2 separate regions of the Sus scrofa genome follow, and region 2 is linked to region 1. The links are chromatin contacts, called in public HiChIP or PLAC-seq maps. All regions are on one chromosome and are shown on one strand. The core of a region is the stretch at or near the end of the contact, and the rest is flanking DNA. Distances in the headings are between cores, read along the strand shown.

Evidence for each region. HiChIP or PLAC-seq counts read pairs in DNA pulled down with a chosen protein or histone mark.
Region 2: an H3K27ac HiChIP or PLAC-seq map of alveolar macrophages shows a contact between it and region 1. The contact joins the promoter of GTF3C6 here to the enhancer-like site in region 1. A contact is called at or near these places in 8 of 47 Hi-C or Micro-C datasets (embryonic fibroblasts, fetal heart ventricle, fetal liver and 3 more) and 2 of 2 datasets of contacts at active chromatin or transcription factors (alveolar macrophages and skeletal muscle).

Annotation. Positions count from the first base shown.
Region 1 is chr1:76,848,986-76,854,328 of Sscrofa11.1, forward strand. The region is part of intron 1 of AMD1 (S-adenosylmethionine decarboxylase proenzyme); the gene reads left to right. Among named protein-coding and RNA genes, the nearest start is that of AMD1, 12 kb to the left of the region's middle. Within about 2 kb of position 1,431, at least 7 of the 83 cell types and tissues checked have an H3K27ac peak or open chromatin away from gene starts, as enhancers often do. A contact at or near this core is called in alveolar macrophages, where this site is marked.
Region 2 is chr1:76,894,735-76,899,757 of Sscrofa11.1, forward strand. It overlaps GTF3C6 (general transcription factor 3C polypeptide 6), which reads left to right and starts at 2,027. Exons shown (of 6, transcript XM_003121346.4): 1 at 2,027-2,193; 2 at 2,486-2,566; 3 at 3,722-3,785; 4 at 3,889-3,933. The coding sequence starts at 2,080.

The DNA.
Region 1 (5,343 bases), core at 181-2,680:
AAGGTTTTAAGGTCTGAATATAATGTTACTCTCCATTAAACACTAATTTCCTCTCTTCTCTTTGCCTAGCCCTTAGTGATCACCTTTCTTTGATTTTGACTACTTTAGCTGCTTTGTATGAGTGTATGGGTACCTCATATAAGTAAAAACCTACAGTGTTCATCCTTTTGTGGCTGGCTTATTTCACTAAGCATAAAATCCTTAGATTCATCCACATTGAAGTATGTGATAGAAAATCCTATCCTATACTTATATCCTATAAGGCCACATAATCCATCATATGTATACATTACATTGTCTATCCATTAATCCCTTGATGGACATTTGGGTTGCTTCCTTCTCTTGACAGTTGTAAATAACAATGAACATGGATGTACAAATATCTCTTCAGATCCTGTTTTGAATGATTTTGTGTATATACCCAGGAGTGGGATTGCTGCTTCCTGTGGTAATTTTTAAGGAATGTCCATACTGTTTGCCATACTGGCTGCGCCATTTTATATTTTTGCCAGTAGTACACTGTGTTAAAATTTCTCTACATTCTTGCCAACACTTGTTCTTTCTTTTTTTTCTTTCTTTCTTTTTTTTTTTTTTGTCTTTTGCGGGCCGTATCCACAGCATATGGAGGTTCCCAAGCTAGGGGTCTAATCAGAGCTGTAGCCGCTGGCCTACACTATAGCCACAGCAACGCGGGATCCAAGCTGCATCTTCAACCTACACCACAGGTCATGGCAACACCGGATGCTTAACCCAATGAGCGAGGCCAGGGATCGAACCCACAACCTCATGGTTCCTAGTCAGATTCGTTAACCACTGAGCCACGATGGGAACTCCGGCATTTTTTTTATGATTAGTGGTGTGTTGAGCATCTTTAATTTTTTTAGTTACAGTTGATTTACAGTGTTTTATCAATTTTGAGCTTCTGTTTACATGCTTGTTGGCCATTCATATATATATCTTTGGAGGAGAGCTGTCTATTTAAGTTCTTTGCCCACTATTTAATTAGGTTATATGTTTTTGTTTCTTATATGTTCTGGATGTTCCCTCTTATCAGATACATGTTGTCTTTTCACTCTGTTGAGTATTTTCCTGTGATACACAAGTTATTAAGTTTGGTGTAGTCTCATTTTCCTGTTTTTGTCTTTGTTGCCTGTGCTTATTGGGTAATATCCAAGAAAGCATTGCCAAATCCAATGTCCTAAAGCTTTCCCCTATGATTTCTTCAAGGAGTTTTATAGTTTCCCATCTTAATTTAAATCTTTAATCCATTTTGAGTTGTATGGTATAAGGTAAGGGTCCGGTTTCATGCTTATTAGACCACAGACTAAGAAAACTTTAAATAGGAGAATATTTTTTAAAGTGGCAGACCCGCCATATTCCAGCCTGGGCTTTGTGGAGCGTGATGGCAGTTTGTCCTAGTCAGGAGAAAGGAGGAGAATGAGGAAGTAAGTCGAGATTCAGAGAGGCTAAACAGAGCTCTTTTTACAGGACTGTTAAGACATGAAGTTCAGAACTGGGAAGTTCTAACTCTGAGAAAGGTTCAAAATAGAGTAAGCAGTGTTCTATATGCTCGTGGATAACATTGTATTGACTTCTTCAGTTCCATGTCTGTCCCATCTTTCCTGCTCCTTGATTTATTCTTTTTTGAGACAGCAGTTCTCTTCTCCTAAGGTTGTTTCTGTAATCACCTGGCTGATACAGACCATCCACCTATGTTTCTATTAGGTGAGGAAGAGTTTGGTTGCAGAATTTATAACAATGATGAATGAGTACAAGAGCATTCTCTTTTTCATCATGATGGAAACAGCATACACTATCGCTAAGACCCTGGACAGAATGCTTGGAGCAGCTCTGAAGACTCTGAAAATCAGTAAATGTTAGGTACATTGGAGAAGGAAGCCAGAACTCAAAATATTACTGAAATAGCCAGGAGTTTCTGTTTCTTGGTTTTTGTTGGTGTTTTTTTTGTCCCCTCTGGTGTCTCCTGAGGTGGACTCAAGCTGCCAGAAACCCAGAACTGCACACAAACAGAGCTCTAAGAGAGGTCTTCTTTTTCTGGTATGCAAGGAAGGAAAGGAAGTGGGCCCCTTTGGGTTAGAGAAAATGTGGAAAACCCCTTTCTTGTTTTTGTAGTGCTTTGCTTTTTTCATATTCTCCCTGCCACAGCTCAGGCAATCCTATAGTAACTTGTGCAGAGTGGAGAAACTTAAAGCCTTGGCTTTCTAGCCACAGTACCAAGAAATGGGTCCTCTTTACCCATCTCTCCACACCCCATTGAGCCAGAGGTTATCATGGAGATTATGGGAAAGGTGAAGAAAGTAATCCCTTAATAACTTATATGAACACTCCTTAGCTATTTGTATATGGATCTGATGCTAAACAGCATATGAAAGGCTTTGAAAACTGACAGATCACCTCCCAGACTGGCCACTGGATGGCACATAGCAGGAAAGATCTGAATATCATAGCAATGGCTTTCATAACTCTGAAATGGCTTTCATAACTTCTGTAACCTATAGAAGTTGTGTAAAAATGAGAAGACTGGAGTTCTCTGGTGGCTCAGCCAGTTGCAGATCCAGTGTTGTCATTGCTATGGGTCTGGTCACTGCTGTGGTGCGGGTTTAGTCCCTGGCCTGGGAACTTCTTTATACTGTGGGTACAGGAAAAGCAAAACAAAAAAACCCAATTAAAACGTGTACGCCAATGTTCATTGCAGCACTATATACAATAGCCAAGACATGGAAAAAACCTAAATGTCCATCGACAGGAGTGAATAAAGAAGATGTGGTACATACACACAATGCAGTATTACTCAGCCATTGAAAGAAAAGAACTAGCATTTGCAGCAACATGGATGAACCTAGAAATTATCATGCTAAGTGAAGTCAGACAGTGAGACACCAACATCAAATGCTGTCACTTACATGTGGAATCTAAAAAAAGGACACAATGAATTTCTTCGCAGAACAGATACTGACTCACAGACTTTGAAAAACTTATGGTTTCCAAATAAGACAGGTTGGGGGACAGGGGGATGCGCTGGGATTGTTGGATGGAAATCCTATAAAATTAGATTGTGATGATCATTGTACAACTACAAATGTAATAAATTCATTGAGTAATAAAAGAAAGGTTACAAAATTTGGTTATGATCATTGTACAACTATAAATGTAATTGAGTAATTTTAAAAATGCTATAAAAAACAATTAAAAAGAACTGCTGGAGTTAAAAGTTTCCTGGATAGTCTTGAATTAAAATGACAGAAGAGTGGGTTAACCTGAAGGTAGATCAGTAGGAAGATTGAGACTGAAAATGAACAGATCCTGGTGGGACGAACCAAACGGGTTTTTTTGGTTTTTTTGGCCAGCATGGCATGCAGAAGTTCCCTGGTCAGGGATCGAACCCGAGCAACAGCAGTGACAACACCAAATCCTTAACTGCTATGCCATCAGGAAGCTCCTCAAAATCTGACATCGTGTGTTAGATTCCCAGAAAGAGGAGTGGGTTGCAGAAAAAAAATATTTTAGAAAGTAACCATGTCTAGGTAGGTTAAAACGAATGAGTTCTGTAACAGCTAAGATAGTGGGCAGTGAAATGAGTAGCCTTTGTTTGTGTAGATTAAAATAAGGTAGGGTTTCAGGAGTTCCTGCTGTAGTGCAGCAGGTTAAGGAATCCATTTTTGCCGTGGTTGTGGTGTTAAGTCACTCAGATTTGATACCTGGCCCAGGAACTTGGATTTTTTGGATGCAGCCAAAAAAATGAGATAGCATTTCAAGTGGAATATACTACTATATCTGTAGTTCGTTAACAGAATAACTCTGCTCAATGAATCTTTTGTTTTTTATCTTTTCAAGAACTCAGCCACTCTGTAAATACCCGAACTATTATGGTGACAAAACAGTAAAGGATCATGTAACAATTTGGATTTTTTTTAATTGAAAGCTATTTGATTTTCTAGCAAGTTTATAAGATCTAATCAGAAGAATTACTGAGATTCAGCAAATATTTGAGGGCCTGCTGTGAAGTGAGTTAGGCACCGAGGCTAGAAACCATAAAATTCATTTCTTATTGAGTAGTTACATGGAATGATTCTAGTGGAATTAAAACATGAATACCAAAATAGCCACACAACTAAAACACTTAGATAAGCCTTTTGAGTTTTGAGACCTTTTTAATGGCAGGTTTGATCTGGTAGGGGGTAGTGGGGTGACTTAGGTGGAAGAAGGAAGGTGGGGACAGGTTCTGGGTAGGGTGAAATCCATTCCAGCAGTACCCAGAACAAAGTTTATAGCTATTGTCTCTGCATAATTATAAGGTTCTCATTCACTCTGAAGTGGCTTGATTTGGATGATCAATTTTATGGTGCCCTATTTCTGGGAAGAGAGAACATGTTTGTGGGAAAACTCAGTGTGGCTGAAGTACAGAACATAGGGATAGGTTTAGTTTATCTATGTATCTGTCAGTACACTCTTTCTGTTTCAATTATTCTTCTGATTGTGTCTTTATCATAAAATGTGTCAGATGAGAAGGGAGATGACAGGAGATCTGAATATTAGATAATAGTTTTATTCTTTGGAGAGAGTAAAACAGGATTTATATGAAACAGGGAAGCAGGTATCATTGAGGCTGAAAACAGAATAAAAGCTTATGTTGAGTGTGGGATCCCTAGGCCTTTACTCTGTCTTGCTTAACAGAATCTTTTCTTTCTTTTTTTTTTTTTTTTTTTGCTTTTGAGGGCCGCACTTGCAGCATATGGAGGTTCCCAGGCTAGGGGACTAGTCGGAGCTACAGCTGCCGGCCTGTGCCACAGCAACACCAGATCCTTAACCCACTGATCAAAGCCAGGGATCGAACCCGAAACCTCATGGTTCCTAGTCGGATTCATTTCTGCTGCACCACATCAGGAATTCCTAATTTTATTTAATTAATTTATTTATTTAACAGAAATCTTAATGTGTGCTCCAGGCAAGAGAAAACACAAAAGGAGTTTACCAGTGAAACAGCCTAGATAGAGGCTCCATTAAACAAGCCCCATCTGTGTGCACAGAACTTCTGATTAAGGCTTAGCACCCTCTTTTTGGCCAAGGAACACTTAAAAAGAAATGCTGAAAGACGTTTGGGGGGAATGTTTAAAAGTCTTAACATCCTGTAGTTAACACTGCTTTATGATGTGAAAACTGTTAAGAGAATAAATCCAGGAGTTCCCGTCGTGGCGCAGTGGTTAACGAATCCGACTAGGAACCATGAGGTTGCAGGTTCGATCCCTGCCCTTGCTCAGTGGGTTAACGATCCGGCGTTGCCGTGAGCTGTGGTGTAGGTTGCAGACGCGGCTCAGATCCCGC
Region 2 (5,023 bases), core at 777-3,276, 46 kb after region 1:
TTCCCAGGCTAGGGGTCTAATTGGAGCTGTAGCCGCGGCCTGCCAGAGCCATAGCAACACGGGATCTGAGCCAAGTCTGCGACCTACACCACAGCTCACAGTAACACTGGGTCCTTAACCCACTCAGCAAGGCCAGGAATCCAACCCGCAACCTCATGGTTCCTAGATGGATTCGTTAACCACTGTGCCACGATGGGAACTCCGCATTTAGTTTAAAGCAGAGTAAGAGATGGATTTTAAAAAACAGAATTCAATGGACTATAAACAATTATTTAAGTGTAAAATGTTTTTAAGACAAAACGTTAATACTAAAGGTTCTTTTGCTAGACTTCTGCTACTAAGTGTATGTTTCATATAGGCACTTAATTTATAAAATGTGTTCTAAAGGAAAAAAAAGAGCAGAATAAACAATTTTTAATTCATTTGTCTCCTCCTTGTGGCGAGCTTTTGAATACTGAGCATGACACCCTATTTATGTTTCTCAGACACTGTATTTCTGATTTTTTAAAATAAGATTCCTCTTATTAACTACAATTAAAAATCAATTGGTCCTCCCACCAAATTGTATAGATTTTTCTCTATTAGCTCTAACAGTGGCTGTAGAAAACCATGTAATTTGTCTCTCCCATGGCTCTTTCTAATCTGACTTGGAAATCTTCCCCTATTTTGTTACTTATAATTTAGCAGCAGATCTTCATTACTTGGAACATTTTTCTGGAGTTCCCATCGTGGCTCAGTGATTAACGAATCTGACTAGGAAGCATGAGGTTGTGGGTTTGATCCCTGGCCTTGTTGCTGTGACCTGTGGTATAAGTCGAAGACCTTGCTGTGGCTCTGGCATAGGCCGGCAGCTACAACCCTGATTTGACCCCTAGCCTGGGAACCTCCACATGCCACAGGTGTGCCCTAGAAAAGACCAAAAAAAAAAAAAAAAAAAAAAAAAAAAGAACTCTTTTCTTTTTTTGGGCTGCCCAGCAGCATGTGGAAGTTCCTGGACCCGGGACTGAACTGCGCCTCAGCAGGAACCCCAGCTGCTGCAGAGACAAGAACCTTAACCCAATGTACCACAACAAGAATTCTTGGAAAATGTTTTTTAAAAGTCCTAATACCCTAAATTTTTGTATACTACCCCAATAATAGATTAAATGCACATTAAGTGTCTAATACTGGGCTAAATCTATTTTATTTGAATAATCTCATTTAATTCTCACAATAACCAAGTTGCTGCATGCCTTGCTGGTCATAATGCAGTAGAAATGGACAAACATCAGACCCTCAAAGCTCATGCTCTTTGGACAGACACCATCCTGTCTTAGATAAAGATTATTTGTTTATTTTTTATTTTTAGGGCCGCAACTATGGCATGTGGCATATGGGAAGTTCCGAGGCTAAGAAGTAAAGGGAAGCCCAGGTCGCCCAGGAGATACTGAGAACTACTGGCTCCAGGCACGACCAGTTCCTGACGGCGACCGACACACATTCCCGAGTCAACGACCACACTTGCTAAACTGTAACTGATAAAAATAACCTTGACAAAAAACAGGGCTTCTAAGCTCCCCTATATATTCTGAAAGCCCCAAGACCCTGGCGCAACAGTCTGGCCTCCAACCCGACTGCTGCCCCTCCTTGCTGATTAAAGGCAATCTGGTTCTGTTGAGACCGTCTCATTTTTTTTCTGTAACCACCTCTCTTTTCCTTACAGGAATTATCCTGAATTAGCTCACACGATATTTAGAATATTAATTAGCCTGAGTTAGCTCTCAGGATATTAAGAATTTCTTAGAAAACAGAAATAAATTTTAAAAAAAAAGAATTTCTTTCCAAGCACTGGAGGCTGCACCTGGTCCACGGTGCACCATGCCAGCATCTCCTTTATCCCCTGTGCCTCTCTACTGCTCTCATTCCATCTGGGCCAGGAGCCCGAGAGTTTCCAAGGACACGGGATCGGGACCGGCTCCTGCTCTTAGGAGAGAAAGAAGGGGCTCCACGTGGGCCTGGGAGCCGCCATCTCGCGTCCTGGCAGGGGCGGTGGGCGCGGCTGGAGCCGCAGCGGGGCGGGAGCTGCTGCCCGTACTCAAGATGGAGGCCCAGGCGGGCGGGGCCGGCGGCTGGGAGGCGGTGCAGAGGAGCGGCGGTATGGCGGCGGCCAAGGAACCGCGGAGAGGCGATGGGGACGAGGACGAAGAGGAGGCCGTGAGTGCAGCGGCAGCGGCCGCGTGGCTGAGAGTCCGGGCGCGGCCGGCGAAGGGGGGAGGGTCCCCGGGCGGGATCGTGACCCTGGGCTCGCGGCGCCCTGCGAGCGGCACGGCGGTTGGAAGGGAAAGAGGGAAGTTATCCTAGGTACCGTCGCCGGTTTCCTCTGGTTGAAAGCAGGACCTCGATTTCACAAAGGGGTGGTGGCGCTGGGGTCGTTTGGCTTCTCTTGTTAACCGCCTCTTCCTGCACCCTCGCGAGCTAGAGAGTTAACCTCTCTTTTTTCCACCAGGAGCAGTTGGTTCTGGTGGAATTATCAGGAATTATTGATTCAGACTTTCTCTCGAAAGTTGAACATAAATGCAAGATTTTGGTGAGTCTTGTAGAATTGGGGGGGGGGTGTAGATTTCCTTAAATTTAAAAGAATGAATGGTGAAGTATAACCACCCCTTAAGATTGATAGAATTCATTCCCCGAACAAAGGCAGTGAACAGTGAAGACAATCACAGAAGTACGGGCTTAGGGGTTACGGGGAGCAGATGGGAGAAGATAGACGCTGATTGCCTGGGTGTCTACATATGTGGCTGGAGAGAGTGAAAAATTTAGATGGGGGGGGCTTTTTTTTTTTTTTTTTTTTTTTTTTTTTTTTAACAGCAGCACCTGTGACATATGGACGTTCCTGGACTTGGGGATGAATTGGAGCTGCAGCTGCCGGCCTACATCACAGCCACATCAAATCCTTAACCCACTGAGTGGGGCCAGGGATCAAACCCACATCCTCATGGATGCTAGTCGGATTTGTTTCTGCTCTGCCACAATGGGAACTCCCTTCTTTTTATTTTTAGAAGAATTTATTGCAGTGTAGTTGATTTACAATGTTGTGTTAATTTCAGATATACAGCATCTTTTATCTTAAACTGAGAAATAACCAACATTTAACATTATACTAGTTTCAGCTGTACACTTTTTCAATATTTGTACATATTGTGAAATGATGACCACTATGTCTAGCTAACAGCCATTACAACACATAGTTACAATTTTTTTTTTTTTTCTTTTTTTCTTTTTCGGCCCTCACCTGAGGCATATGGAAGTTCCCAAGCTAGGAGCGGGAATTGGAGCTACAACTGCCAGCCTAAGCCACAGCCACAGCCACAGCAGTGTCAGATCCGGGCTGTATCTGTGACATATACACCACAGCTTATGGCAACACCAGAACCTTAACCTATTGAACAAGACCAGGGATGGAACCCACAGCCTCACAGATACTAGTTGTGTTTATTACTGCTGAGCCACAGCGCGAACTCCCCAAATTTTTTCTTTTTGTGAGAACTTGTTTACTGACTTTCAAATATAAAGTATAGTATTATTAACTACAGGCACCATGATGTTCTTAAAACATCCTAGGACTTATTTCACAGTTGGAAGTTCTTTTGAGCCCTTTTTCACCCTTTCACCTATCTCCGCCACCCCCAAATGCTTTTTCTAATGATTTTTTTTTTTTTTATGATCTTATTTTCTATTGTAGGGAATTAATACTGAGAGGCCCATTCTGCAGGTGGATGGCTATGTCTTTGCTGGGGAATATGAAGGTAGGAGGATGTCAGAGAGCTGAAACTCCTTTTTTTTCCCCTAATGCCTTTTGGAGAAAGTAGCTCTTATTTCTTAACAAGTTGCCTTAACATTTTTCTGCAGACACCCTTGGGACCTGTGTTATATTTGAAGAAAATGTTGAACATGGTAAGTGATTCCTGTACTGACTCAACTTTTTTTTTTTTGTCTTTTGTCCTTTTACGGCCGCACCCACAGCACATGGAGGTTACCAGGCTAGAGGTCTAATCGGAGCTGTAGCTGCTGGCCTACGCCAGAGCCACAGCAACTCAGGATCCGAGCCATGTCTGCAACCTATACCACAGCTCATGGCAAAGCCAGATCCTTAACCCACTGAGTGAGGCCAGGGATCAAACCCAAAACCTCTTCCTAGTCGGGTTTGTTAACCACTGAGCCATGATGGGAACTCCTCAACTCTTTTTGCTATGAAATATTTCAAACATACTTATGTATAATAGGTATTAAAGTTAGATGTCTTGGAGTTCCCATTGTGGCTCAGCGGTAATGAACCCAACAAGGCTTGGATCTGACATTGCTGTGGCATAAGCTGGCAGCTGCAGCTCTAATTCAACCCCTAGCCTAGGAGTTTCTGAATGCTGGGGGTGCAGCCCTAAAAAGGAAAAAATTAAATTAAAAAAAAATTAGATATCTCGTGTATCCATTGTCCAGCTGTATGAAATCCTGTCTTTTTATTAGGTAATTAAAAAACATTCCAGGAATTCCCTTCTTGACTCAGCAGTTAACAAACCCGACTAAGATCCATGAGGATGCAGGTTCGATCACTGGCCTCACCCAGTGGGTTAAGGATCCAGTATTGCTGTGAGCTGTGGTGTAGGTCACAGACTCAGCTTGGATATGGTGTGGCTATGGCTGTGGCATAGGCCAGCAGCTGTAGCTCCGATTCGACCCCTAGCCTGGGAACCTCCATATGTCTAGGGTGCCGCCTTAAAAAGGACAAAAACAAACAAACATTCCAGATACATTTGAGGCCCTTGTACACCCCTGTCCACACTTATTCCCTTCCTTCTGTCTTCAGTAGTAATCACTTTCCTAAATTTGGTGTTTTTGGTGTTTTTCTTTCCTATACCTGATTTTATATTACATATAAATACATATTACATATGTTTGTAACCATAACTAATAAATAGTATATTTTCAAACTTAATATAAATATTAGCATATTATACATACACATTCTATATCTTTCTTCAATTAGAGC